2 separate regions of the Macaca mulatta genome follow, and region 1 is linked to region 2. A link is a contact called in public Hi-C data. All regions are on one chromosome and are shown on one strand. Each heading gives the region's core, a stretch centred on a gene start, on an enhancer-like site or on the middle of the called end of the contact. The rest is flanking DNA. Distances are from core to core; before and after follow the strand shown. Region 1 holds the start of DNAJC6 (DnaJ heat shock protein family (Hsp40) member C6). Region 2 holds the start of LEPROT (leptin receptor overlapping transcript).

Evidence for each region. A called contact is a pair of places that touch in the nucleus more often than the background predicts.
Region 1: a contact with region 2 is called in a Hi-C map of blood, with 2.6 times the contacts expected there. The contact joins the promoter of DNAJC6 here to the promoter of LEPROT in region 2. A contact is called at or near these places in 2 of 14 Hi-C or Micro-C datasets (blood and fetal cortex germinal zone).

What each region holds. Positions count from the first base shown.
Region 1 is chr1:175,362,672-175,365,405 of T2T-MMU8v2.0, reverse strand. DNAJC6 (DnaJ heat shock protein family (Hsp40) member C6) reads left to right here and starts at 1,264. Exons shown (of 18, transcript XM_077954600.1): 1 at 1,264-1,479. The coding sequence starts at 1,365.
Region 2 is chr1:175,198,786-175,201,971 of T2T-MMU8v2.0, reverse strand. It overlaps LEPROT (leptin receptor overlapping transcript), which reads left to right and starts at 1,279. Exons shown (of 4, transcript XM_015141789.3): 1 at 1,279-1,318. The coding sequence starts at 1,303.

The sequences.
Region 1 (2,734 bases), core at 15-2,514, 160 kb before region 2:
CAGCCAGGCTGGAGTATAGTGGCACCATCTCGGCTCACTGCAGCCTCTACCTCGCTGAGGTGATTCTCCCACCTCAGCCTCCTGAGTAGCTGGGACTGCAGGTGTGTTCCACCATGCCTGGCTAATATGTGTGTGTGTGTGTGTGTGTGTATGCATTTTTGGTAGAGACAGGTTTTTGCTTTGCTGCGAAGGCTGCTCTTGAACTCCTGGGCTCAAGTGATCTGACTGCCTTGGCTGCCCGAAGTGCTGGGATTACAGGTGTGAGCCACCGTGCCCGATCTCCACCAGTGATTTTAATTTTGGTCACCTATAGAAGCTCTTGTCTGATATTGTTTGGGCCTACAAAAATGGCAATTTCATAATTTGACCTAACGTAAAACCTTGATTGAGGTTTTAGATATCTAACCTGTACTCTCTGATGCTCAGCTTCCCCATCTGTTGAGTTTGGAGATTGTTTCTGCCCCCCGAGTATTATTCGGGAGGCTGAGGCAGGAGAATCATTTGAACCCGGGAGGCAGAGGTTGTGGTGAACTGAGATGACGTCATTGCACTCCAGCCTGAGCAGTATGTAAAATCTGCCACATAAAAAGCATTCCATAAATATTAGCTATTATTATTGCAGCCAGGTCGTGTTCAAGGGCGTTGGTTTGATCTTCCTCTCAGTCTCTCGCAATTCCAAGCAAAATCTCAACAGAGACCAGTGGTGGCATGGGGATGGGGTGAGGGAGCTTCAGTTCCGCCATTTCAGTTTCCTCATCTGGAAAATGGGAAACGCCTCCCACACCATGGGGTTGCAATGAGGTTTCATGAAATGTGTGTAAAAGTAGCTGGACATGGAACAGGTTCTCAAAAAATCATGGGTGACTAGTAATCCCTTGTATTAGGAAAACAGGAATATCTGTCAGAATTAAAACCACTTTCTAACGTGATGTTGTTTCATTCTGAGGCGGTAGCACGGTGTGAGTAAACATCGTCAGAGCCTAGGGCTCTGGAATTTCTTTAGCGCTGTGTGATTGTGGGCAGATGCCTTACCCTCTCGGAGCGTGGAGTGTATGGTTTGTAACTGGGAGATAAAATGGGTGAGCGCCCCCCAGGACTTCTGTATTAATTAAGGGTGCTAACTGTGCCTCCCGAGTGAGGGGCGCGGGCCAGCGCTCACCCCCACGCCTCGGGCGCCAGGCGCCGCCGTGTGGGCCGGGCGGGGACGCCTCCCCGGTCCGCGCCAGCCACGGCTCCAGGCCCTAAGCTCCGCCCCCGGCGCGCGTCTCCCGGCAGCGGCCCGGCACCTGGCAGACGCGCGGCGGCGGCGGCGAGCGGTGGCGCTCGGCTCGGGCGGCGGCGGCGGGGGAGGGCGCGGCGCACCGATGGGCGCCACTGAGAAGGGAGGCCAGAAGAGCCGGAAGCTGTTTTCCTTGCAGCGGCCGTGGAAGGCGACCCGGCGGCTGTGGAGGCCGCGCTCAGCTCGCCAGGCGGGGCAGGGTGAGTGTGGGCGCGGCCGGTCGGGACCTGTTACCCTGAGGCAGGGGCGCCGCGGCGGCGGGGCGGTCCCCGGCGGTCTCTCGGGCCGCGTTCTCGGCCCCGGGAGCCTGGATGCCTAGGCGACCCCCGAACCCGACCCTTGGCCGCGGGGACGGGGACCGCTGGGGAAGCGCACCACTGGGGAAGCGCAGGGTTTTGTCTCGGCACAGTCTCCTTTCCCCTAGCCCCTGCTCGTTGCTTTGGCTCTGGACACAGGGAAGCCACGGTGGCGCGGCGACACAGCCTCACTGAGGTTAGCTTGTCCCCGCCCCTGCACCTGGCCTGGCGCCTGCAATGCAGTGCCCTTTGGGGGAATGAATCCGAACCCGAGGGTCCCTTTAAGGTCCTCCTGCCCTGTACCCACCTCCTTTCTACCTGCCTGCGGTGATCTCGAAGCTCTCGCCGCGATAAACTATTTCCTAGCACACTCAGTCCTGTCCTCGCCAGGGCCTCAACTCACAGCCAATCACTGACTCACTCCATTCATTCATTCCACAATTTTTATCGAGCCCCTCCATCTGCCTTGATCGGAGGAGAACACGATGGGCAAGGGCTTGTGGAACTGCTTCGAGAGAGGAAGACAGACATTACACACGCAAAACAGAGAAAGCCCGGTACACATTGCTATGTGTGCTTGGAGGGAATCAGATAGTCTGCTGAGAGAGGAAAAAAGGCAGGGGGCCCGAGTTTCCTTGGCAGGCGGACTGGGAAGGCCTCTCCGAGGCACTGCAAGTTAGCGGAGACCCGGGGACTGACGAGTAGTTACTCCAGCGTGGAGCCGAGTAATAGAGAATAGCAAGTGAAAAGGTTCCCAGAGTGCCAGAACTGAGCAAGGGGAAAGTGAGGGATGCAGGGCCCGGATGAGGTCTGGGCAGAACATGAGGAGGAGTTCAGATTTTATTCAACATGAGCTGGGAAAAAACACTGAAGTGTGCTAAGCAGGGAAGTGACCTGATCTGCTGGTTCCCGGCTTTTCTCTGTTTGCAGTGTCCATGCCCGCATCTCAGCCTGCCGGATTCCTACCCTCCTGCCAAGACTAGCACAAATGCAGTCTCTTCCCTGAAATCTTTGGGGTTCCTGCCACCTGTAACCCCTCCTTTAGCATTTCGTCACCTGTAGAGCGTTTGTCACTGTTAATCTGGTATTAAAGATTCCACATTCTCATCCATTTCATCTTTGCATCCCCCACCAGGCTAAGTGCAGGGCTTGGTACTGT
Region 2 (3,186 bases), core at 30-2,529:
GACCAGACTGTTTCAATGATCTTCTAGATTGCTCTTGCCAAAACAGAACTCTCCACTCCTGTGAGATAAGTACACAATGACTCTCAGAGATCTAAAAACTGCAAACTTTGAGGCCCCAAGGCACAAAAATAATAGCCTTTTTTTTTTTTTTTTTTTTTTTTAAGGTTCATGAAAGCTTCGGACACAAAAGCTTATATGGTCTTCGTCTCTACAAATAAACCAGGGAGTAAAGAAAAACCCCGCTGGTTTCAGTAAAGCGTTGCTATGAAGCAAAGCAAACCTATGCAAATATCAAGTTCTTAACGAGGTGTGTTTCCTAAGGGGCCTGTCCTCTGGTACCCCGCCCCTCCCCTTCCACAGTCATGTGAAGGCAAACAGGCACACACTCGCACACAAGCACGCACTTGGGAGCTCAGGGAACATAACACTGGTTAGTGAGTCGGTGTCCCTCTCCCATCGACTGCAACTTTTCCTCTCCTCTCTCCTCCCTCTCTCCACTTGTCTACATCTCCGTTCTCAGGAAGGCTCAGGGAGGATCCCCCGCTGCGTGCACTGCGTTCTGAGCGGCCCTGGAGAGACTCTGGGCCCGAGGTCCGGGCGGAGCCAAGGTCCCAGCCCACGAAAGGAACGGGCTTGAGGATTAGCCAGAGGGCTCAGGATCTAGGAGTAGGGTCCAGGGCACTGGGTTGGGGTTACTCTGGGGAAGCTTTGTGGGGCCAGGTGGGGTCTTAGGGCTGGAGCTGGACTCTGCGAGCTGGGGGCAGAGTTCTAGACTGGCAGGAACGGAGTTCTGAGTGGCGGGGGCGGGGTCGGGACCAACAAGGGGAGGCCTCTGAGAGTTGGGGGCGGAATTCTGGGCCAGTGAGGGATAGGGCGGGACCAGCAGGGGCGGCCTCCGCGAGCTAGGGGAGAAGCTCTGCACTATCAGGGGCGGGGCTCTGAGTAGCGGTAGCGGGGTCTGGAGCAGCAGGCGCTGCCTCTGCGAGCTAGGGGAGGAGCTCTGTACCGTCAGGGGAGGGGCTCTGAGTAGCGAGGCGGGGTCTGAACTAGCAGGCGCGGCCTCTGCGAGCTGGGGGCGGGGTTCTGCACCGGCGGGGGCGGGGCTCTGAGTGGTCGGGGAGGGGTCTGGACCAGCAGGCGCGGCGTTTGCGAGCTACGGTCGGGGTTCTGCACCGGCGGGGGCGGGGCTCTGCGTGGCCGGGGCGGGCTCGGGATCCGCGGGGCGACTCCCGGTCTGGCTTGGGCAGGCTGCCTGGGCCGTGGCAGGAAGCCGGAAGCAGCCGCGGCCCCAGCTCGGGAGACATGGCGGGCGTTAAAGGTACATCGCGGTCCCCGGCCCGCTCGTCGTGTGGTGGGGTTGCCACCTCCGTTCCAGTCAAGCCTGGGGCTGCGCCTTCCGCGCGCCTCTGGGGAACGGCCTCACCACCCTTCCCGCCTCTCCGGGTGGGGAGGCGATCGCCCGCTCCCTTCGTCCCTTGGGGTGCGGGTGGAGCGGCGTTTCGGGGGAGCCTCGGCCCTTTTTACGAGGCCGCTGGCCTCCTGCTCTCCAGTGGCGGCACCAGACCCCTCCCCAGGCGGAGCCCTCGGCGAGAGCGGCGCCCTCCACCCCTCTCGAGTTTTTAAACCGGGTTTCCACTTCTTGACGTGTCCACCCTAACGCCTTTCCTCCGGTTTTCTGCCCCTCCGCAGTTTCCTATTTGCTACAAAGGACGCTTTGTCTCCAGCGTTCTTAGCATTGGGAAACTTAATCCTCTTTTTCCTAATGATTTTTCCAACTGGGCAGAGTTGACTGCGGGCGGGTGTCAATGGAAAGCATCCAGAAAGACGGTGTTTCTCGCAGTCGTGGAGAGTAGATTACGTGTAATTTTAATACTGCTTTCTTCGATGTTTTCTCTGTTCGTCTATGCATAGAGAAGAAAGTAGTGTTTGTGTAGTATGTGTTTTTTGCCTGGGGCAGTTGATAAAAACACCGTGTACCTTATCTGTATGGCGTTAGAGCAATGTGAGACGGAAAAGGTTTTTTGCAAGGCTTCCTGTATTTTGGTAGGAAACCATTCCATTTCTAATCTGTCGAATAGAGTAGCATGACTTGTTTTTATGTTGGCGCTTGTATCATTCTTGAAATTTGCACCCAAAGATATCCCCAGTTAATATCTGCTATAAACATGTGTATACACAAGTACGCCTCTGTTCACTATGAATTTATCCGAGTGTGTGAGATGTTAGCGGTAGACATATTTTATCATTATTTCTGACTGACTTTTACACTCAATATCAGTTTAGTAAACATGGTTTACTTGGAGAGTGTCGACTGTGTGTTATACATCCTTTTGAAGCCAATGCCGAAAACATGAAAAGTAGTGTCTCAGTACAACACATGATCAGAAACTGCCAAATCATGATCATGTTACATGTGTGAATGTGTTAGAAAATTGTAATGTGGTGGAAAAAAAGGAAGTCCGAAATGGAAAAGGACTAAGGGAAGGAAGCATTTTACAGATTCTTCAACTTTTATTGAGGAACTACTGTATGCCAGAGACTTAGGGTACAAAGATAAATGAGAAGTTATTGGGGGATGACAGAGCTGGAAATAATTATATTACTATGTGAGTGTTTATGGTGTGCTCAGATGCGGTGGGAGAACAGAGATGGTAGGTTGAATTTTTGTCCTCCAAAAAGATATATTCAGGCTCTAATTCCCTAGTACCTGTGAATGTGATCTTATTTGGAAGTAGTGTCTTTGCAGATATAAGCAAGTTAAAATTATACTGGTTTAAGGTGGACCCTAATCCAATGACTGGTGTCCTTATAAGAAGAGGGGAATTTAGACATGGAGACATACAGGGAGAATACCATGTGAAAATGGAGACAGAAATTGGAGTGATGCAGCTACAAAGCCAGGAGCACCAAAGATTGTTGGCAACCATGTTGGCAACCACTGAGTATTAGGAAGAGGCAAGGAAGAGTGCTTCCCTGCAGCCTTCAGAGGGAGTGTGGTGTCGCTGCTGACACCTTGGTTTCAGAAGTCCAGCCTCCAGAACTGTCAGAAGATAAATTTCTGTTGTTCTCAGCCATCCAGTTTGTGGTACTTTGTAACGGCAGCCCTAGGAAACTGATCCAGGTGAGATTAATTTCCCGTGCTCCACAGAGAGGACTGTTTTCACAGAAGAGGCAATACTTGAACTG